Regions from separate parts of the Mus musculus genome. Here regions 1, 2 and 3 are each linked to region 4. Evidence: chromatin contacts called from public Hi-C and HiChIP or PLAC-seq data. All regions are on one chromosome and are shown on one strand. The core of a region is the stretch at or near the end of the contact, and the rest is flanking DNA. Distances in the headings are between cores, read along the strand shown.

The links. A called contact is a pair of places that touch in the nucleus more often than the background predicts. HiChIP or PLAC-seq counts read pairs in DNA pulled down with a chosen protein or histone mark.
Region 1: a contact with region 4 is called in a Hi-C map of the N1E-115 cell line, with 4 times the contacts expected there. The contact joins two enhancer-like sites. A contact is called at or near these places in 1 of 15 datasets of contacts at CTCF or cohesin (the NIH/3T3 cell line), 3 of 484 Hi-C or Micro-C datasets (the N1E-115 cell line, muscle stem cells and myocytes) and 1 of 115 datasets of contacts at active chromatin or transcription factors (embryonic fibroblasts).
Region 2: a Hi-C map of bone marrow-derived macrophages shows a contact between it and region 4, with 23 read pairs. The contact joins two enhancer-like sites. A contact is called at or near these places in 2 of 15 datasets of contacts at CTCF or cohesin (the NIH/3T3 cell line and pro-B cells), 1 of 484 Hi-C or Micro-C datasets (bone marrow-derived macrophages) and 1 of 9 other capture datasets (embryonic stem cells).
Region 3: a contact with region 4 is called in an HNF4G HiChIP or PLAC-seq map of pancreatic cancer cells. The contact joins two enhancer-like sites. A contact is called at or near these places in 1 of 15 datasets of contacts at CTCF or cohesin (the NIH/3T3 cell line), 2 of 484 Hi-C or Micro-C datasets (the N1E-115 cell line and bone marrow-derived macrophages) and 3 of 115 datasets of contacts at active chromatin or transcription factors (CD8 T cells, microglia and pancreatic cancer cells).

The regions. Positions count from the first base shown.
Region 1 is chr6:146,125,524-146,130,940 of GRCm38.p6, forward strand. The region is part of intron 55 of Itpr2 (inositol 1,4,5-triphosphate receptor 2); the gene reads right to left. Among named protein-coding and RNA genes, the nearest start is that of Gm35768, 16 kb to the right of the region's middle. Within about 2 kb of position 1,523, at least 29 of the 459 cell types and tissues checked have an H3K27ac peak or open chromatin away from gene starts, as enhancers often do. A contact at or near this core is called in the N1E-115 cell line, where this site is marked.
Region 2 is chr6:146,227,646-146,233,100 of GRCm38.p6, forward strand. Itpr2 (inositol 1,4,5-triphosphate receptor 2) reads right to left here. Exons shown (of 57, transcript NM_019923.4): 41 at 4,649-4,905; 42 at 2,048-2,248. Gm35596 (a long non-coding RNA gene) reads left to right here. Exons shown (of 5, transcript XR_378174.4): 3 at 1,266-1,385; 4 at 4,984-5,078. Among named protein-coding and RNA genes, the nearest start is that of Gm35596, 11 kb to the left of the region's middle. Within about 2 kb of position 2,521, at least 26 of the 459 cell types and tissues checked have an H3K27ac peak or open chromatin away from gene starts, as enhancers often do. A contact at or near this core is called in bone marrow-derived macrophages, where this site is marked.
Region 3 is chr6:146,183,864-146,189,276 of GRCm38.p6, forward strand. Itpr2 (inositol 1,4,5-triphosphate receptor 2) reads right to left here. Exons shown (of 57, transcript NM_019923.4): 48 at 3,577-3,702. It overlaps Gm35768 (a long non-coding RNA gene), which reads left to right. Exons shown (of 5, transcript XR_003956373.1): 5 at 3,544-5,403. Among named protein-coding and RNA genes, the nearest start is that of Gm35707, 11 kb to the right of the region's middle. Within about 2 kb of position 1,893, at least 44 of the 459 cell types and tissues checked have an H3K27ac peak or open chromatin away from gene starts, as enhancers often do. A contact at or near this core is called in bone marrow-derived macrophages and pancreatic cancer cells, where this site is marked.
Region 4 is chr6:145,994,080-146,000,264 of GRCm38.p6, forward strand. The region is part of intron 2 of Gm32838 (a long non-coding RNA gene); the gene reads left to right. It overlaps Gm32914 (a long non-coding RNA gene), which reads right to left. Exons shown (of 4, transcript XR_869600.1): 4 at 5,457-6,185. Among named protein-coding and RNA genes, the nearest start is that of Gm32914, 17 kb to the right of the region's middle. Within about 2 kb of position 4,817, at least 162 of the 459 cell types and tissues checked have an H3K27ac peak or open chromatin away from gene starts, as enhancers often do. A contact at or near this core is called in the N1E-115 cell line, bone marrow-derived macrophages and pancreatic cancer cells, where this site is marked.

The DNA of each region.
Region 1 (5,417 bases), core at 273-2,772, 130 kb after region 4:
AGTGGCCTCACAAATAGGATTTATTAGAATTTAAAATTTGTCATCAGAATGGAAAAGGGATTGTGTCACCAGTGTTTGCAGCCAAGACTTCCTAGGCCCCATGCAACTCACTTTTTTCTCCTGCTCCCCAGCCAGAGTGCCTTACTGGGCAGGCGAGGGCACTTCTCTGGCTCAGTTTTACTGGAATTGGCCTCATCTTTGTGTGATCCCCATCAATATTTTATAAAAGACATTGTAGTTAGTGCTTCAAAAGTTAATATTTTGCAGGCCTGGAGAGATGGCTCAGCAGTTAAGAGCATTTGCTGATCTTCCAGGAGACCCTGGATCAGTTCCCAGGTGCTCATTTGGTGGCTGATAAACACCTGTAACTCCAGTTCCAAGGGAGTTGACATCCTCTCCTGAGCTCATAGTCACCAGGCACACATTCAATGCTAGACATATATGCTGATAAGACATCCATACACATAGAATGAGTTTTTAAATTAATGTTTCAGTCTTTTCTTTCTTCTTTCCTTCCTTTTTAAAATAATTAGCATGCTTGTTTATCCCACACAGTGCCATGAGCCTCACATTTGGCTGAGTTGGACACTGGGTAGATGGGCTAAAGCCCTCTTGTCTGCTCAGCATCATCTAGCAAAAGGCTAAGGCTTGGTCCTTGACCTGCTCAGTATCATCACAGAGAAGGCTATGTCTTGGTCCCTCATCAGAGCGTATAGATTCTATTGCACATGGAACTCCTCTTTTCCGCTCTTCAGAATAACCTTTACTCCCACCTTGCCCCATTGCCTCCTAATTCCTTTTCGGTTCCCTTAAAGATCTGGTGAAGACTCCGTGATGACCCAGCTTGTCACCATATAGGTGGCAACAGTTACCAACGAGTTCAGGAATAATGATAACTTTATTATGGTGACCTAAGATACAGTTATATTTAGGGCAGCTTGATATAAAGTCTCTTCCTTTTCCCTTCCTTTCCATTTTTCTTCTCCTTTTCCCCCCTTTCCTTCCTTCTTTCCTGTATACTCTGGGGGCCCAAACCTAGGGCTTCATACACGCTTGGCAGAACACCCCTAAACTACCATTATGGGATTCTTTGAGTAGCAGATTCATTAGGCACACTGAAAGGAAGATTTGCCTTGCAAAACGAACTATATTATGTGCAACATTTTAATAAGACCAGTGTGTAAACAAAACAAACTATTTTAATGTACACCATCAGATTAAGCAATAAAGTTAGAAAGAACTTACCAAAGAGACTTCCACTTTCTTGCAAAGTGGGGTTTCACAGGGCACACATAGTTGATGTCACATACAATGTAAACCTTCTACCTACCAACCCACTTGAAACAGAACCTCCTGTCCCTCCTGTTATCCCCATTTGCTTTAGTGGCAGCCTATTGTATAGGATCTCAGTGTGTTGTGATGGCTGTAGAAAGGGCATGTGACCTTAGTTACTGTTGTTCCAGGGCAGGTGCCCAACATAATGCAAGTCATGTGGTTGGTAAACAAGTGACTGGATGAACTAGGTTTCACAACAAGGCCAAGGCAGGTTCAATGATTTCCAGTAACCTCAGAGCTAGCACATGGTATGGCCAAGATGCTCGTCCTCCTGGCCTCATCTACTTGCTAGCAGGAACCTGTGCTGAATAACAAGGTCACAGCAACACATCCCCGACTGTTCCACTAAACATGCACATCACACAGCCAGCCAGTTAGCTCCCCCGCGCCCAACCTCTGCTCATTAAGCAACTTTCTGGATGTATCCTGGCTCCTCAGAGGCGGGAAATACAATGGCCGGCTGTGTACTAGCTGGAAATGATCACTTGCCTTGCTGAATCAAGGACACTCTGGCATCTCTACATGCTGCTTTCCAAGTCTGGCTAGGGGATGCCTATCCATTTCATTCTGTGTGCCCGATAGCATCTAGGATCAGAGCTGGCAAGGGCTGGCACGAGATCTGCACTCTGTCACCTGAGAGAGCCTGTGGCATGGTGCTGTTCCAGAGAGGCCATCTGTCGCTTTGCGAGGCGGCCTCCCTGGGTGGTACCTGGGTATCACTGTGTTCTATTTTTAGCAAGGCAGTGCTCTGACTACAGATATCTGGTGTCGCTTGGGAGTGATAGTGAGGAGTGTGAATTGTGAGCTGAGGCACACAGAGATCAACCTGACTTAGTGTGAACACAAGGGCACGCCACAGCTTTATTTCAGGTCTCTCTGACAAGGTTCACACGGGCTCTTTTTAAGCCAGACAAACCATCTTCATGCCAGTGAGAGGAACTCAGAATACCACCACCACCACAAAAAATGAGATGTAACTAGAAACTTGATAAGAGCCAAAGCATGGGTAGCTAAAATGTTTTTACTTGTGTAGAACATGGAATATCCCCAATGCATGCAGAGCTTTAAGAAGTGGCTGCTGAAGCTTTAATAAGATGAATCTTTTATTTTATGAAAGTCAAAGCCATTTTTACTTATATTTTTCCTTTTTTTCCTCTTTATGTGTATGGTATATACCTGTGCAGCATGCACATGTGTAAGCTCGTGTGTGTGTGTATGTGTGTGTGTGTACTGGTGCACACAAGCAGGTACACCCTACGTTGAATGTTAAATCTACCTCTATTGCTTTTCCACCTTATGTTTTAAGGCAAGATCTCTTAAACCCAGAGCTCACTGATGCGAGCTGTCCTTCCTAGCCTGCATGGTCCATGTCTCCATCTCTTGAGGCTGAAAATTGCAGGTGGGCCACCTGGGTCAGGATGCCCACATATCATTTACATGAATTCTGGGGATCTGAATTCAGATCTTCTTGTTTTGGTGGTGAGTGATTTAACTACTGAGCCATCTCCCCATCTCTCAGACTTACGTTTTTTTCAATGTCATACTTCATCCTCAAAGTCAGGACAAAAGGAGATGCTTGTTAAGTAAATGCCTCAAACTAACATGTCGAGCTGCTTGCTCTTGTTTACCTCCATATGTAAATTTATAATGTTTTATGTCTTAAAATAAAATTTTGTTTCAGTGTCTTATTACTTAGTTTCTACTACTGTGCCAAAATACCACAGCCAAGGCAACTTATAAAAGAAAGCATTTAATATGGTTTATGGGAATAGATTCAGTCTTTCTGAATTATCAAAGCCCACCCTAGTGACGCACCTTCTCCAATAAGGCCACACCTTCTAATCCTTCCCAAACAGTTCCACCAATCAGGGGCCAAGTATTTAAATATATGAACCTCTGGGGACCATTCTCATTGAAACCAACCCACATGTGCTTGTTCTAGAAATTAAGATGTAATAAAGAATTGCCTTGTGTGTGTGTGTGTGCATGCTCGTGCATGGGGGTGTACAAGTGTGTGGGTAGGAGTTCACGTAGGTGTGTGCACACAAGAGGTCACCTTGAGCCATCATTCCTCAGGTGCCATCTGCCTTGGGTTTGGATTTTGTTTTGAGACAGTGTCCCCCATTGGCCTAGAGGTCACGGGGTAATCAGGGTTGGCTGGCCAGCAGGTCACAGTGACCAGCTGTTTTCACTCTCCAGTGATGGGACTACGCTTATGCACCACCACGCCTGGCTTTTAAGATGCAGATTCTGGGAATCACACTCAGGTCCTCTTGCTTGCAAAATGAACCTTTTATTGGCTGAGCTGTCACTCTGGCTCCCCAATGATTTGCTGCGGGAAACTAAACTGGGTAAATCTCTCGACTCGTTAAAGGCATAGATACCATCGGCAAAGGCAGCTCTGCTGTTACAAAGGCTCACACAGGATGCTGCTGCCGGCTCTTCTACCTGAGTGAGATAATGAAAGATGAGGTGGCAGTGGCCAGCAATCCAGGGGGCACACAATGGGCAGACCCTGAGCAGGAAGTGGTGACACTGTGAGCACCCTAGCCAGGAATGTAAGCCAGGAAACCATGCTTGGTGTGAATGGTTTTCTTTATTTTTTATGGTAATCTTGTTTACTGTCATATTTATCGTGAGAACTATAAGTGATTTTACACTAGATCATAAAAACTATGTATGGTGTCAAGAATCATGTAGGATAGGATGAGGTTAGGAGGTGACCTTCCTGGAGATAGCCCACCATTTTTGCATGGTCTGTGATGGGTAAGCTCACCGGCAAGATTCTAAAGGGATTTTACCTCAGGATTGCTTCTCACAACTGATATGCTTTCCTGTCATTATTAAACCAATATAATAATCCCTGGCCATTAGCCCACCCTATTGATCAGATTTTCTGGAGATCAACATAAAGATGAACTTTCACGAATTAATGCTGTTTAGATGAATTAATGATTCTATAGAATTCCTGATTTAATTTAAATAATTTTAAGAAGAAAGTTTCAAGGGACAGTCATAGTTGATTTCTAGAAAGATATAATAAAGGTAAAACCAAGATTAAAATGTGCCCACTCCTCATATAGTAAGTAAAGGCTACATAATAAGAAATACAATGTGCTTTCATAATTACACTAAAAAGAGAAAGAGACTTGGGAAAAATTTATGTTCAAGGGAAAACATTTAGGTCCAAGGATATAGCCACAGGTGTGCACTATGATAAGGCAAGGTCATGTAAAAGCTGTTACCTTGAACTTGTACCGAGCATGTTAGAATGAAATCCCACTTTGAACTTACTATCAACATCCTTCTGTAACTCCCATTTTATGTAACATTTTATCTATGAGGAAATTTCTAAAGACTCTTTTGTCTAAGAATGTTAAAACAAAAAGGCCAGACCAAAGAAATAAAGTTGTTGGTTGAATGGTTTGGTTTGGGGAGCTCTGCTCCATCCATCCCTCCCTCCCTCCCTCCCTCCAGCCAGCCAGCCAGCCAAGTGTATATGTCTGTCTATATTTATGTGTATAGGTACATGTGTGTATGTAAGCATGCACGAATAGCCGTGGAAAGTATGAAACGGGTGGTTGGACCTAGTGATTTTTAACATTTAATAAGCAAGAAAGTTTTTAGGATTGTTGAGAAGTTATCAGCAAACATTCAGTATAGTTAGATATCTAAAAGGCCAGAGACCTTTAAAGTCTTTAAAGCTGTAACTGATACTGTGTCCCACTTAAACCATTCTAGGCCAGGCTGGTTACCGACATAGATATAGGATATCTTTTTAAAAGTCACCAGAAGAGAATCCACCTTATTACCAAGAAAACATCCTCTTGTGCTGACTGCACATTGTCAGTGGTAATGTAACGATATTCTTATTTCCCTACACCTTGTAAAGCAGTGTGGCCCACTCCCCATTCCCTTTGAAGACTTAAAAAGCATCACCCTGTGATAACAGAAAATACAGTTTCTGCTAGATTAGTACCTAATTACATCAACAGAATGGAGATGTTAGAAAGTCAACTAAACTAGAAATGCGATGAGGTTCATGCTCACGTGGCTGTCTTTAATGAAGTTTTGCTGCCATT
Region 2 (5,455 bases), core at 1,271-3,770, 230 kb after region 4:
AACACTGGAAGTAGTAATAAGGCTTGAACTTTAATACTGTGTACAAACAATGTTGGAGATTTGAATTAGATTTTTTGGCTAGGGTCTGTTGATTGACTGGTATTGGTAAATGTCTCCGGGTGCAGAATACTATTACACTGTGAAAAGCACAGCAGAATTTCAAAGATGAGCAGGTAAACTAAAACTCTTCCAGGCATTAAATCTCAGCAGACCCACCAATACAAAAGGAGATCTTTAATCTGAGTTTTAAGGTATGATCAACCTAAAAACACGAGGAGGGAGGAGATTTGTATATGGATTTCACAAAACACAGAGCATTGACTTCTGCGTATGCTAGGCGGTGGGAAAGCTCATAGGATTCTTGGAGGGATGTGGCTGAGCAAAGTACAAACATGCCCAGAGAGAGCGATATGCCTGCTCTGAGGGTGAAGATCCAGTGTGCCAGGATTTTGAGCTTCGTTGGTTGGAAGCAGCTTGAAGGCCACATTCATGGGACCAGGCTACCAAGCCACCCAAGCAGCTCAAGAATCTAAAACCCTGAGGAGTCACACAAGAAACGGCAGCCCTAGCCAACAGAGCAGCTTGGCCTGGGCCTCCTATCTCTTCTTTATACAAGGACATCTGTGCAGAGGAAAGGTGTGTTCCTGTGCAACACTGGCAATGTCCTGAGGCTTTTCTGCTCATAAGAACATCTGCAAAACCCAAAGGGAATCTATTTCAAATCATTTCTAGAACTTTCTTAAAGCCCTTCTGTGCATTTTCAGAGCATAGGGAGTTATCCAGGTAAGGCATGCTATCTTATTACAAGTGTATCCTTGGAGAACTTACTTGGATTCAGGACTTTCGAAACTCAGTTCCACCACAAAGTAGGGGAGGTTCTGGCAGATTTTTCACAAAAATGGTAAAATATGAAAGAAACATGTATGTGCATATTTTTTATTTTAGAGTAGAATTTTACCAGCCAACCCGACCTCTGAATTTGTGCACTTTACCTCGGCTTTAAATCAACTGTCAGGGATACCTTTATCATTGTAGGAAACTAAAATGTGATCTTGAAAATAAAGGGAAAACATGTACAAACTCACTGTCATAAACACAGAGAAGAAAACAATACCGTTATGATAACGGTCAATGTGTTTGCATCAAATGAACACACAGGTGTGTGTATATCGTGTATATGTGTGTACACAGGCACTGCATGTGTGTGTGTGGACAGTCATATGATCTGCAATAGAAAAGCTGACTTTTTCACATCTTCTTCCTAGAGCAACCATTGATGTTTGGTATCAATCACACCTTTAAATTTTATGTCCAGAAATGTATGACATGGAGCCTCTGCCCCTGAACCTTGCCCGCTCCAGGTGTTTTCTGAATACTAAACACTGGTAAGAAACATTACAAGATGCCTTTCTTCCCTACATCTCCTGTCCTGTCATCTCCCACAGTGTGTCCTTAGAGCAAAGCAAAACACTCTGGGGACCAGGATGAACGTCGGGTCTCTCACATGTGCATGTGCACCGAAATCAAAATGGCTCATTGTTTGGGTTCTGAAAGTCTGTAGCTTTTCTGTTTTTGCAGTGTCTCAGAGTGCTGCCATCTCTGAGCTGATCTCTGAGTCTGAAGCTGTTTATCAGCAAGATGACAGCCATGAGACCCACTTCATAAGCTAACCAAGCATATGTGTAACATGGATATTATACCCCACAACATGTACACACTGCATTGGAGCCAAAGCCACAGCGAGTTAACTCCACACAGCTGGAGATACAGAGAAAAACTCAACATTGGGAAGAAATACAATCTTACCCTTCTTTCAGTAACTCTTTTTATCTTAAATATTTTCACGGGAACTTTCTTTTATAATGCAATTTAAAATGTAGCCTACTATGTGCTAGTCTACACCTCGGCCTTTGTATGTTCTTTGAGAAAAGCAGCCACACCAAGCAGAACAAGCAACGAGGCTTCACCAGCATGTGAGGTGGGCTCTGTGCCTCACCCGGCATGCTGCTTCTGAGTCATGGCTCAGGCAGCGCTACTCTCTGGTTACCTGGTTCTCGTGGCACGGGCCTTGGCAGTACTCGGTCAAGCTCTCCAGAGTCTGGTTGACCAGAGCTACATTCCTCTCATTGATGTAGAGCCCCAGCAGGCCTAGACCCCCTGTGGTACTTCCGCAGATACAGTCCAGGAACTGAAGCGTTTCACAGACAAGGTTGTAGTTTGTTTTGTTGTTCTGGTTCCTCAAGAAGTTCTGCAAGGGGAAATCAAATACAGCTGAAGGACTGAAAGCAAAACACGGGGGAAAAGGGTCAGGTTTAGCTTCTGTGTGTGTGTGGGTGGGTGTGTGTGTGTGTGTGTGTGTGTGTGTGTGTGTGTAAGAGACAGAGAAAGAAAGAGGGAGAGGGAGAGGGAGAGAGAGAGAGAGAGAGAGAGAGAGAGAGAGATTCCTTGCCAGTATAGAATTCAATTATTCTTTATAAGACAGTGAGACAACTGGGGGCAGGAAGGTGACCAGCAGAAGAGAGAAGTAATGAGGGGCATAATGGGTGTGACTATGACTAAGCATAATGATGTGCATGAAAATGCCATAATGAGACTCATTGTTTTTCAAGATAACTTTAAAATAATTTAAAATTGAATAATGTTTAAACGTTGATGCCCTCCCCTTCGAGACCTAGCAAAAGTATTCAGCCAAACAAGTCACACTAAACACTGCCCTGCTGTCCTCACTGGAAATCTACAGAGGGCAGAAACAAGTGTGAGAAGGAGAAAGGAGAAGGGAAACAGACTGTTCGTGGAGGCGGAGTCCAACTTCCATGCGAAGCATCCCTGACAAGCCTGCCTGTCACGGTGCAGTCGGGGTAGGATCATAGGAGGAGCAACATGAAAGCTCTCTCAAGCATTTCGGCAAGCAGTCCTCCATCTCTGCACCTGCACACTAAAGAGATTCACTGCTCACTGCCGGTTAGCACAGACAGGGGCTAGCAAAAGCTGGAGCCTTACCCCTGCTGGCAGTGTGATGGGTGTGGCTCTTAGGAAATGCTTCCATGTGTGTGATAAGCATTACCAAGCAATAAGTACTATAGTAATGTTAAAAAAAATGACTAAACGAAAAAGCAGACACTATAGAACGTATATTCTCTTGAACAGAAATTAGGCTTATAGGCACAAACTGATGTTTATATGTGCACAGAATTTTCTAGAAAAAAAACTGTTATTGGTGCACTTCCTTTGGGGACTAAGGCTAGGGAAAGAACCCAAAGAGAAATAGAGGGAGAGAGGGTTCTTGTTTTAATGCATTTGTAGCTATCTATTTATTTATTTTGATTTTTTGCTATTTGTTCTTCTTACCGCTACTGTGAAAGAAAAGGTTCTCTAAGGGAGTGCTTGAGCCACACTTTCATGGTTAACAGAAAGCCAGATATTATTCTATCTATTTTGCTCATCCACGCCCCACACTGTCAGGGTCTATTGATGAGAACTAGCTGGCAGGCACACCCTACAGAAGCTAGATCTAAGCTGCGGTCAGCTCGTCCCAATGAGCCACATTCCCCCACCATTCATTCGGGAACATCTCATCAACATGGACCCTATTCTAATCCTAGGCAGGACCCACTGTGGAAACCTCCACCAGTCACTGTAATTCATTAATAAAACCGTTTCCCGGCTATGCTAGCTACAGTGGCACTGCGAAGCTGGCTGGCAAGGGCGAGTGTCTATCTTGGAGGCAAACTCTTCAGGGGAGCATTCCATGCTCCCTCAACCAGGCCAATCACAATTGCTCTCTCCGTGTGCCTTTGCCATGGTGTCTGCCATAGGCGGGGCATACAAAAACGCCAGAGAGGTAGTCAAAGTTTGAAGGCAGCCCTAGTCCATCCATCTGAGAGGAAATGTGGTGGTGGAGATATCGTGATGTGGACTATATTAATTTGCGAAGTAACTTTCACTATCATAAAAAATTCCTTGAGAGGAGATGCTTAGCCCCACAGAGACTCGAGGTGCCAGGATGAGGGGATACCTGGGGGTTGCCACTGACCCAGAGGAGAAGGGTAGGGGTGAGGGGGAAAGGATTGTAGGAGGGGGTTGCTGGGAGGGGGCAGTAAACAGGATGTAAAGTAAATAATTTAAAAATATATAACATTTATTTTACAAAATTTCTCATATTACTTTGTTCCTAACGAAATGTCAAATATACTTAATATTGTACTCAACAACTATGGATTGGGAGAGACATAAATACCCGAGTCTAAAGCTGTGAAAGGCAGAGGAGACAAAGATGATCTCTCTGAACAAACACCACGGAGGAAGAGTAGATGGTGTTCACTGGGCGGGAAGATTCGAGATCTGGACCACAGGAAGACAGTGTGTAGATCTGGGGGTTTTGGATTTTAATGTATAAGCACTTTTCTCTTGGGTTTATTCCTTCAATCTCAACTGGGCTTTGGTGTCTTTGTTGATTCCTCTAGAATTCCCATCAAAACTACATATTAGCTTCCCTTGAATTGGGCTACTCAGAGCCTAAGGCCTCAGCATTTGCACACACACAGAGATGTGTGTGCTCGTGCACACACACACACACACACACACACACACACACACGCATACACACACATACACACACATGCATACACACACATGGCACAGGAAGTACCTGAAGCTCCCGGTTATGATTCTCACACAGTAACTGCAGGAACCTGAGGATGGGACGCATGATGGTGATGGCCGGGCTCATGGTAACTTCCTCCGCAGACTTTTCCTCCGCACTTCCTGCTTCCTGTCCCGGGCACATTGTGTCTATTTCCGGGTCCATCTCTCTTCTGTACACACAGTATGCTTTGGATGTGGCTGAAGACGCTTCTGTTAACTGCCCTTTCATTCCTTCTCTCAAATGTAGTGATGAGTCTCTCACTGAAAGGCAAGCAGTGATTCTATTTCTGAACTAATTTCTTTTCTTCTCTTTCCTTCTTTTTCCTTTTCTGACTAAAGGAAAATAAAAACCCAACCGCCATAGGGATTCGAATTTTCCACAACTGAATTTTAAAATTACCTAAGAAGAGGCTCAACAGTTTCCTGAAAGGAAGGTGAGTAACAGCTAAGGAGCTAACACAGTGACCAGAAGGAAAGGTCTCAGTACTTAGCCAATTTCAGAATTTTCTGACGTATAAAAGTATATCTCAAAGACCCATAAGCACATGTAAAACAAGTACAAGTGACTTTACAAGTGATGTGCCAAAGGGCTGGAGAGGTGGTGTGTTAGTTGCTTTTCTGTTGCTCTGACAAAACACCATGAACAAAAGTAACTTGGGGAGACAAGGGTTTATGTCATCTTACAACTGTCTGATCTATCCGTAAGGGAAGTCAGGGCAGGAACTCAAGGCAGGAACCTGGAGGCAGGAACTGAAGTAGAGGCATGGAAGAAAGCTGCTTAACAGCTTGCTCAGCCCACTTTCTTACGTGA
Region 3 (5,413 bases), core at 643-3,142, 190 kb after region 4:
AACTCATGCCTGTATCTAAACACATGGCAAGCTGAAGCAGGAGGATTGCTCTGAGTTCAACACCAGGCTGAGCTACAAAGTGAATTTTAGGCCAACCTGGGTTACTCAGTGAAACCCTGTCTCTCAAACAAACAAGTAACTGTAATAAAAAGCAAAAGCAATATAAATCACTAAAGCCAATCCTTAGCCATCAGGTGGGAATCTTTTTCTTTAATGTTTTGCATATTTCTATTAATTTCACATAATAAGCATATCTTATATTTACTGGGATGATGTCTTTAGAAATTCCTCTATACTTTTGAAGATCTCAGAAGTAAGAAGTTGGTCCTTTATAAAAGAAAATTCAATGTCAGTCATCTTGGAACTCAGCTTGGTCTCATGATGATTTGTCTGTGGCTTCCTGTCCAGCATGGCTGCTTCTTACTCTAGGCTCTCCCCAACCCTCTGCTTCCTGGGCAGGCTCATTAGACTCCTGCTTCCTACACCCAGGTCCAGATCAAGTCAACATCCATCCATAAATCCACTGGTCATCATTGGTCTTGCGTCTTTCTCATCTCTTGGTCCTTTAACTAGACCTTGAGATCTCTGAGGTAAAACAGCTTTACTAATCTTAGGGTCTCTCAGCCTAGCATTATGCCGACTGCACAGTGGTACCCAACAACACTTGTGAAACTGAGGGAGTTGAAATCACCTTGAAGAACCTTATTTTCCTCAGCAAACATGCTTGTGAGGAAGAAGTACATTCAAAATGTGGGGAGGAAAGAAGAACTCCCTCTAGGTTTAAAAATCTTGTTTATCTTGGGATTAAAAAAAAAAAAAACACTGACTACTTTGCCAGGACAATTCAGTTGGCATGGCCGGAACCATCCCTAGCATAAACAAATTCCACAGAAGCCTAGCAGTTAAAGCTCCAGTAGACGTGGATGGTGTCTCTCAGGGTGGTCATCTGAGCAACATCTCCCCTGAAACATCTTCCTTGAGTCACTGCACACCATCCTCATGATTGAAGGATGTTGTTCTCCAACATGGTAACCCACGTGTGTACGAGACAGTTGAGCCTGAGTTGCTTCCGAGAGCATGGTTGACACCTCACCATTCACTATGTCTGGAGGAGGAAAGCAACCTGCCTCTGCTGGCCCCTTGCCATGATGGCTCGGTGACTCTGAAGCAGATTGTAGTAGGGGTGGACAGTACAGCCCACGTTAACAGACGTCTGTCTGACCTGAATTTGCTGGGTGCTTTCACGATTGCCTTCCCTGGGTATCACTCACGATTGTTGAGTGGTTTCTCTGTTTTACAGTTACTCCTCTCCCCATTGTTACTGCTTAAGAATATCACGGGCAGATTCTTAAAGTACAACGCTCTTGTGTTTTTTCTTCATAGTCACCCCTTGTTTTGAGCATTCATTGAGTATTATGACTAGCCAAACGGTGACATACAATTTCTATCACTCTTCAACTTTCTTAACTGGGACAGTAGCAAAAAGAACATCATCTTTTCCCTATTCATACAGACCCCAGGTTGGTTTTATTCTATGCTTTATAGTATACGACTGTCGATCTTTTTTTTTTCAAAACGTTCTCAGATCTGTCTGCTGAAGTCCTTTCCAGTTGGAGCCTATCGTGTTGTCTGCCCCCATCACTCCAAGGCACTTACTAGGAGAACTTTGATTTACATTCGCCCTGTCTTTACACAGTTTTGAATTAAGCCTAAAGAACAGGTGCTTAGCCTGTTTGAAAAACTCCAGCATCAAGAACTGTCACCAGCACACAGCAGTTTTCTTCTGCACAATGTGGCCACGCATATCTGCCCACTCTGCCCATATATGCAGTGTGTGGTCAAGACTTAGAGGTTGTGGTGACTTTGATCAAGACTTTAACCTTAGTCATAAAGTTGTCATGAGCTGACTCACACAGACTGTAGTCATGTGACTCAGACTCATCATGGGGTTTTATGGTGCCCTATGTGTATGCTCTGCCTTCCCTAAGAAGCACCCACACTCTGGCATCCTAGGACTGAGCCTCCATCTTGCTACTATTATTGACTCAAAAATCTTTTTCAAGAGTGATGTTTACACTTGTTCCCAGTAACCAGGCTCTACATGGCCTAGGGATCTGTGTCTTCCAGCCTCATGTTTGTTATATCTGCTTCTTTTAGGGGCTGAAGGTCTTCACTGGGTTTTCATGGCTCTGTATGTCAAATGAAAGGTTGATATTAGATGATGTCCAGGTCTGTCTCCATCTTAAAGACTGTATTTCTCTTTACTGGGGCTCTGCCATGTAACCTCAGTGGTCTGAGCACAGGAGATAGTAACTGATCATTTTGTGATGGGTTCTTACCCTCAAGATCTGTGATCCTCTGTACTAAGAGCTCATCACCAAAGTAAGACCAGATCAAGGGGAGAGAAAGGCATCCCCACTTCTGCCCACATGATGGATGCATGCATTCGTTGCCGTTCTCCTGCTATGCAGTGACTTGCCTGCTCTACTGTTCACAATTCCCCCATCCCTGCTGTGCACTCAGAAACACAACAAGCTCAACTATGCCAGCTCAAACTGCAGCTAAGATGAAGGCTTTGATGCCCATGGGATCTGACAAAGACTGGAAAACGGTCAGTTGTTCTTGGGCTCCCATCTCTCCTCATTGTCTCCAGTTCCTCTGAGATTTGCTTACATAGCTGTTGCTGTTATGGTACCATCTCTCATGTCTCCCTCAGGATGGCAGTGACAGTATTCACCTTCTAACAACCACTCTTGGTCCAACAGTCAGGAACTGCTAATGCTCTGCTGACAGCATCTCACCAACCCTATGTGCCCCAGGGTCACTCCAAAGCTATTATTTGCTTATTTCTCTCATGTTTGCCTCCCACCCATTCTTCTACCCATTCCAAAGTTACTCTCCAGGTTGTACCTCATACCTGTAACAGATTGTTCTCAAGCAATTTGCTAAACCTGAACAATATTCAAAAACCCCACCCAATTCTTATGGAATTTCATGCTTCACTTCAAATTCCTGTCTTTGCTTTTGTAAAAGCTCATGCACTACCAGATTAATGATACCAATTTCATAGTCAATATCCTTCATTGTCCACCATTTCAGTATATTGTAGGCTGTGTGTTTCTAAGGATGAGATTATTAGTGTTATAAATGTACAGTATTATAGAATCAAAACATGTATTTTGTGGGTATGCTTACTACAAAACACCCAGACAAGACAGAAAGTAAAATATAATTGTGATCCTTTCATCAAAATACTTGCGCATCAGGCTCTCACTTACATAACTGCGATAACGCAGAATAAAGTATGTTTGATCACTCTAATTATGTGGAAGCAACATAATCCCCCCAGTAGTTACACATTCATGAAATTTCTGTAAAACAACATTTCTACTGGCCACGGTTTTCAGTCTACTCTACTTACTACCTCTACACTCTCAATGAATACAGAAAAAATATTCATTGAGAACTAAGCTTCTTTGTTTTGAAGCTCTAGAGACTTAAGGAATGCAATTTGAGAATTTTTTTGTGATTTTTTTTCCCCAGGCATCCATCTTTTGCAGAAAGACAAGCACTTGCCTTCATCACCGTCATCCCCGAATGGGTAGAAGAGAGCCACAGCCAGGTTGATGAACACAGCCAGGTTGAAGGAGATGCTCCCCCAGAGTGAGATGTGCCTGGAGAACCAGAACAGGGCGGGGTTGTCTAGGAAGCAACAAGAACAGGGGTGAGAATGGCCAGTATATGCTGCCGTCAACACAGGAGCCCTGCCGAGCTAACAGTATGGGCAATGCGATTGTGACTGGTCACAGAAGTGCGTCTGAAGAAACCGTGACTTACTTAGAAAGCATATTATAAGACCAGATGGTAAAGGCATTTTTCTTAGTTCCTTTTTTATCCTTCAAGAGTGTGAGCAAAGGTGATTCTACAGTAAATCCCTAGATTCTGGACCATGCAAATTAGGGGAACGTGGCAAATGGTTCACGGGCCCCACTCACTGGAGGACTGATAATACTGATGGGTAGGATGGTCTTATCCTCACGATGTAATTTCATAAAAGCCAGGAGGGCAGACTCAGGTATATATCTACTGGAAAGACTTTTACAGGTGCAGTTACCTGGAAACCGCAGTCTCAGCACTGCAGCTCAGCATGCATGGGAACCAGAGAGACATAATGGTTTCCCAGGCCTGCAGTCTCAGCATCCACTGAGAGGCTGAGGCAGAAGGATGCCTACAAGTTTGATAGCAACATGGGAGTCTGAGGCCAGCCTCGGTTATGCAGTGAGACCCCACTTTTTAAAAATGCTATAGTATTATCTACACTTTTAATTTGAATGTTTCTAATTATGTTCTGGTTTTGAAGCCACGGGAGAAAAGTCCACAGTAAGAAGTCAATAATTTGCTGAGTATTTCCAGAAAGGGAAAATGCCTGTCATCAGAAAGGAGTTAATAAATGTATCTACCAGTATTTAACAGAAACTCAGTTCTTTCCACATCTAAATAGCTGTGGAAATTTGTAATGCAAGTGGTTTAGAGGAGCTACATTATCAGCCTACATTGGACGCTTTGTGGCTCCTTTGGGTCTTGTCTACCATTCATCTTGTAATGTCTTGACATAGGATTGAAATACAGAATGGGATGGACATGGTGGTGTTTGTTCATAACCCTAGCATTTGGGAGGTGGAAGCGGGAAGACCAGTAGCTGAAGGTCAGCCTAAGCTACAGAGTGAGTTTGAAGCCACCCTGGGCTACATGAAACCCTATTTCAAACGAAACAACCTAAAAGACGAAAATGCTAGAGTTTGGGGCTGGAGAGATGGCTCAGCAGTTAGGACATGCACTGTTTTTGCAGAGGGCCCAGCTCAGTTCCCGGCACCCACATCAAGTAGGTGACCATTGCTGTAACTCCAAATCCAGGGCATATGACACCTTTCAGCCTTTGCAGGTACTATACGCATGTGTAAAAGACCACAATAAGCAAAGGCACATACACATAATTAAAAATCATAATTAAAAATTTAAAGACAAAATATCAGAGTCAGTAGGGTGAGGTTTATGACAGGGAAAATCGTGTACTTTTTGGATCTATGTCATACCTCTGTCTGGGCCCTCTGTTGTCTGGGATTGTGTCCCTCCTGAGTTCTCACTTTCCTCCTCTTGGGCAATACTCCACAGTGGAGGAGGCTGTGATGGGAATTTTACTGGGCAATCCCATGATCGTGAACTGTAGACACCTGTGCTGTTCCCACTCCTCTCTATCTACAAGTCCACAGAATCACTGAGACAATATCCTTGTGATCAACTGCTTCTAAGACTTAAAATACCATGCCCACTGGTAATTATTTTAAGTTTTATTTTTGTAATAAATAGGTAAACAAATAAATAAAATGTTTGCCACAAAACACAGATCCTAGAG
Region 4 (6,185 bases), core at 3,567-6,066:
GTAAGGGCTCCAGTCATATTGCATGAGGGTCCCTTCATGACCTTATTTTAACTCTGCTGTTTCTCTAAAGAACCTGAACATGTGGCATCGTAGAGTCAGATGTCAACAAACATGAATCAAGACAGGAATTGGTAAACCCAGAGTGACACTGTGTCAACCGCTCTCAGAAGGCTGGGATCTTTCCGTATCCTGCAGCCCCAGGCTACGGCTGATCCAGTAGTGCCCTTCTCACCTTTTTTTTTTTTTTTTTTTTTTTTTTTAACAAAACTACCCATTTCACCAGCCTTTCTGAGAGTCATAGACCAGTTGTCTCTAGGATCTCAGTCCCTGTGTGTTGGGATGTGTTCTGGAACAATCTTCTTAGAGCCTCCAGCATTGCCAAGCTGGTGCTCAATGTGCTTCTTCATCTGGAATTACCTCCCCTGGTGTCTTAGTCAGGGTTTCTATTCCTGCACAAACATCATGACCAAGAAACAAGCTGGGGAGGAAAGGGTTTATTCAGCTTACACTTCCACACTGCTGTTCATCACCAAAGGAAGTCAGGACTGGAACTCAAGCAGGTCAGGAAGCAGGAGCTGATGTAGAGGCCACGGAGGGATGTTACTTACTGGCTTGCTTCCCCTGGCTTGCTCAGCTTGTTTTCTTATAGAACCCAAGACTACCAACCCAAGGATGGCACCACCCACAAGGGGACCTCCCCCCTTGATCACTAATTGAGAAAATGTCCAACAGCTGGATCTCATGGAGGTATTCCCTCAATTGAAGCTCCTTTCTCTGAGATAACTCCAGCCTGTGTCAAGTTGACACACACCACCAGCCAGTACACCTGGTTATCCTGTGTGGGGAGCGGGTGTGGCGGCAGTCCCAAAGGCGCCAGGGACTGCAGCTAAGTCATATGACTTGCACCTGACTTCCTCATATAAGACACAAACATCTTGAGTGCTGGGCAGGTGTACCAGGATACAGGTGAATCCAGTCTGATGGAGATTTGCCCCTGCTGCCCTGATTAGCTGAAGCTGCGTGCCTGGTGAGGTGGCGTGGCCTGCTGTGCGTGGATGGGAACTGAGAGTATAAAAGAGTGAGAGGCCCAGGGTTCGGGGGAGATATAAACAGGGGAGATATAAACAGGGGAGATATAAACAGGGGAGATATATGGAGAAAGAAGAAACAGGACTGAATAAACGTGTGCAGAAGGATCCTGTAGCAGCGTCGTTCTTCCTGGCCAGTTGGGCGCGCGTAACAGTTGGTGCCGGAAACCCGGGAAGAAAAACTCGGGACGGGACGAGAAGACCTGGGACGAGAAGACCTGGGACGAGAAAACCCGGGAAAAGAAACATCTTCAGGCACGAGTGAAGACCCCCTGCTACAGGGAGGATTCAGAACTGCATAACGGGGAAGAAGTGGTTAATAAAGGTTCCCGTAAAACAGACTGTTGAGAAGGATCCGGCGTGGATTCAGAACTCTTCAGCTGGGGAACGGTACTGATGAAGAGAAAGAAGAAAGATGAAGACTGAATAAACTGCTGTTAGAAGGACTGGTGGTCGCATCGTTCTTGCTGGTCGAGAGCAGGCGTGACAATTGGTGGCCCGTACGGGGAACCGACTCCCCCACCGAGTTCAGAACTTTCAGCAGTCAGTGGTTGCCGGCAGGGTAAGTTCACGGTGAGTGAAACTTGCGACCCCAGGAGTTTAGGAAGGACCTCGATAAAATAGAGGTGAGCATAAAGTTGCCAGGAAGTAGGCACAAAGTAACCCAGGAGTTTGGGAAGGACCTCGGATAAAATAGAGGCAAGCATAAAGTTGCCAGGAAGCAGGCACAAGGTAACGAAAGGTTCCCGGCTTTGGGACAAGTTAAGGTTCCCGGTTTGGGGACAAGTTAAGGAACTATGATAACCTCAGTGTAGTGATCAATAGATCCTCGCTGTGTAGTTATGCTTTTTTCTCCCATTGACCCTTTGTGGGTAGGTCTGATAGTTTTGGTCTTGCTTGTTCTGATATATGGACTCTGTTACTGTTTGAATCAAGAGGCAGTCAAGACAGGTCAGAAAATCCTTATAGAGCAACAAGAAAGTATGTCGGAAGAGGAGAAGGGCTTAAAAAGAAAAAGGAAAAAGAAAGGAGACACAGTGTTATCAGGTGGACAGAAAGGACAAAATAAAAGAGCTGAGGCGGAGGAGGAAGGCGAATTAGCTTCTGCTCCCCCTCCCTATGCCTCCTCGTCAGCCATCTATGGGCAGACCTTCTGTCCGGAGGTCTGGAAAGAGGATAGATTCTCCTTGCTGGGATGTCCTATTTTCACTGATCAAGCTGAATTTGCATGGGATAGAGATATGCTGCTTGATCAAGGTAGATTTGCACAACAACAAACAGGATATCCACTGCAGGTGTTTGAGCAGGTGAATCAGATTGCTATAAGGGCATGGAAATCATTGCCCAACAGAGGGGAAGCTAGTGAAAACTTGACTCTCATATTGACTCCCCAGATGGACACACAGGTGATTGAGGTTATGGTCTCATCACCACGAGGTACTGTGTCCATCTCCCCTGGGGATCGACAGGATCAGGTGTTGACGTGGGCGAGAGGGTCTGTTTGTGTGTTTCCACAGGACCAGACAGAACCTCTTTTCGTGCCGGAGAGATTGGTGAGACGCTGCAAGAATGAGGCTCCTGATCCAGTTGCCCCTGTGGATGTGGTGGATATTCCCACAAGCACAAACGATGGAGCCGAGATGAGAGATCCTTTCGGTATTCCAGAAGCCGATACCAGCTCGACATGACATTCAAATTTTTCCACGCTTTTTGATCCCTGAATTCCCCTTAAAGAGATAGCCCCGCTGGCCATCTATCCCTTGCTTCAGGGAAGATGAGCGGGGATGAGAGCCCTGGGATGTGTGCTTGTTATAGTGTGTGTGTGTTTTGTGTTGGGCACATGTGTTAGGTGCAGAGTGTGCGGTCCGCACTTTCGCCATGGTAGCATAGGCTTTTGCTGCAGTGGAGGCGGGACAATCTCCTCAGATTCGGTTTGCCGCTCTAAAAGAAATTATGCTGCGTTATGCCGTGGGGTGCGAGGCTAAGCACTGCACAGAGGATAGCTTGCTGTTGGCATCCTGTGGAAGGCACGTCTGATTGCATGAAGGTTCAGTGTCCTAGTTCCCTTCCCCTAGGAAAAACGACACGGGAGCTGGCCAAGACCTCTCTGGGTGATGAGCCTAAGGGATGGTTTTGTGTAGGGCCCCTATGCTTGCACACTGGGGATCAGACCTCTACCTTCACCCATGAGGCTTGCTTGCAGCAATTAAGATCTGGCCATAGATTAATCAACATCCTGGCCTTTTGATGCACCTGCCACAAGCAAAACACAATCTCCCCAGGTGTGGCTTGGCATGATAGAGAGGTAGTCAGTGATAAGACTCCCTGGGCATGTCACCAACCTAAGACAGGGATCAAACCAATGCTGTTTGTCACCCAAGGACGGGTAAGGGGCATGGCTGCGGGGGGCTATCTACAGACATTCTCTCTGCCAAAAAAGAAAAAAGGGGGAATTGTGGGGAGCGGGTGTGGCGGCAGTCCCAAAGGCGCCAGGGACTGCAGCTAAGTCATATGACTTGCACCTGACTTCCTCATATAAGACACAAACATCTTGAGTGCTGGGCAGGTGTACCAGGATACAGGTGAATCCAGTCTGATGGAGATTTGCCCCTGCTGCCCTGATTAGCTGAAGCTGCGTGACCCTGGTGAGGTGGCGTGGCCTGCTGGTGCGTGGATGGGAACTGAGAGTATAAAAGAGTGAGAGGCCCAGGGTTCGGGGGAGATATAAACAGGGGAGATATAAACAGGGGAGATATAAACAGGGGAGATATATGGAGAAAGAAGAAACAGGACTGAATAAACGTGTGCAGAAGGATCCTGTAGCAGCGTCGTTCTTCCTGGCCTGTTGAGTGCGCGCAACAATCCTGCAGTTCAGCTGAAGTGTACACTGAGGTCCAGTGAAACAGGGTTTTGCTGGGGAACCAGAACTGGCACCTGACCTTAGCTAACCTTCAGTCTGGGCAGACTTCCCCTGTGGGCATGCATTTCCATGTAAGGGTCTTGCAAGCCTCACCATCTCTGCATTAAATAGGTCCTGGAAGTGGACATATATCGGGGTATGTTTGGCTTCCCATAACTCCTTAAAAGCAATTCCCTGGCAGTGTCAGTAGGGAAGCCAGGATTGGGGTGGGGGTGGGGGAGTCTAGACAGGATCCCTAGGTTTTTTTCAAGAGCCATTTAGTCACTTTCCTCCAGAATCAGATCAAACTAGTCTCCTTTGCCCTGGGCCTTGCAAGTCAGCTCTGATGTCCGGGATCCCTCTTCTGAGATTTTTACGTAAGCACAGCTCTTGCAATTCCTTGCCCAGAGACGGTGTTCCTGGGTGGTCCTTCTTGGGTGGGTCTCTGGGCATAGAAACCCCAAGCCACATTTCCTCCTGAGCTTTGCAGAGCCAGGCAAATCCTGCCTCGTGAAGCTCAGCTCCAGCTCATTTGGGAGATTAAGATCAGAGACGACGTGGAAGGGCCATGTTTTAACAAGGGAGAAAGCACAAGCTATTCAGAAGTTAGGCCTACTGTGCAGGACACTCCCGACACACACCACACCCTGGCTCTGGGAGCCTCTCCCATAAAGATGGTATCACGGGGTGAGGAAAGAGTCACACCACTCCCAGCAGGCCCCACATCAGAAGAGCTTCACTTTCAATTACCAGCAGCAGCTGTGGAAGCCACTTATGTAACGGGCTCCGGGCTCCGAGCCTCCTCCCTGGGAGGTGGGGAACCATTTGGTCTGTGCTAAGTAATGAGTCACGGTCAGAGTGAGGGAGCAGAAAGAATGGATTTCTCCCTTGTATTGCTTCATCCAAACCTGGAGTAAAACATGGAAAGCTAGTCGGGGAGGCACTACCTTGGGGTCTGAAATGCAGGTTCCCTGGGGCTTCCCAAGGGCTGACTAGGGAGGCTTTCTGGTGGGAAGCCCAGCTGTGCACTTAATGAGGACACGGTTTGAACTGTGGCTGACCTACTAAGGGATCCTTAGAGCCTCAGGGCTTTACCAGGCCCCGCCAAGGTCCAGGAGAGTGGAGATGAAGGAAAAGTCTTCGGAATGAGAGAGAATTTTTGCTGAATATCATTCAACCCTAAACTGGTGAAGTGCATCCTAGGGTGGGTCGGGAAAGGGACCTGTTAATACCAACTAAGAGGTCAGAAGGTTTGCTTTATCAAAGGGTGGGGAGATATCTTATGTTTGTGTTGTGAGGTAAAAATAAAAACAGAATTCAATCCCTGAAGTTTGTCTCCTAAGGGAGTCCACAGTCTGTCCGGTTGATGTTAGTAACCATCATGGCGGGGAGGGAGAACTGGCTCTGAAAATTGCTCCTTGTGTTCACTGAGGCACACGCACCCTACAAAACACACAGGAAAGTACATATCATTTTGAAAATTTATAAATTTATATCAGCAAATGCTTTCTTGTGACAGCCCTCTCCCCACACCATCACGCTTTTCCATGTGTCGTCATGAAGCCAGCATCTTCCCAGTCTCTCTTCTGTAAGCCCCTGAAAATCTGGAAGGGCATGTGGGGCCTCTTATGAAGCTGGTCAGATGTGTTTGATGTTGCGGCAGGTCGGTGTGTTCAGGGTGACTTGCCTGATGAACCTTGTGGTAGTTAATATTATCAAAGGGGGAAGCTGTAAAATCACATAGGAGACAAACTTCTGGGCATGCTATGAGGAAATTTCCAGACAGGATTCATTGACAGGAAAGATCTACCCCAACCGAACAGAACCATCCCATGGGCTGGGGCCCAGACTGAATAACAAGGAGAAAGCAAGCCGAGCACTAGCTTCCATCTCTCTGTGATTCCTGACTGCAGACGCCCGGAGAGCGGCTGCCTCCAGCTCCTACAGCCATGGACGCTATCTTCAAACCGTGATTCAAAGCAATTCCTTCCCCCTTTAAGGTGCCTTTGTCAAGCGCTCCGTTCCAGCAATGAGTAAAGAAACTAAGTAGTCAGAAATGTTTTATTCAGTGTACACACTTTCTGATAGCTGAGCCCTCCCTCCTGGGATCAGCATAACCAGAGGTCAAGGAAGGCCCAGGTGCCTGGAGAGGGTTCCTCATCCGCTACTTATACTGACTCTGATCCTGGAGTGCAGTT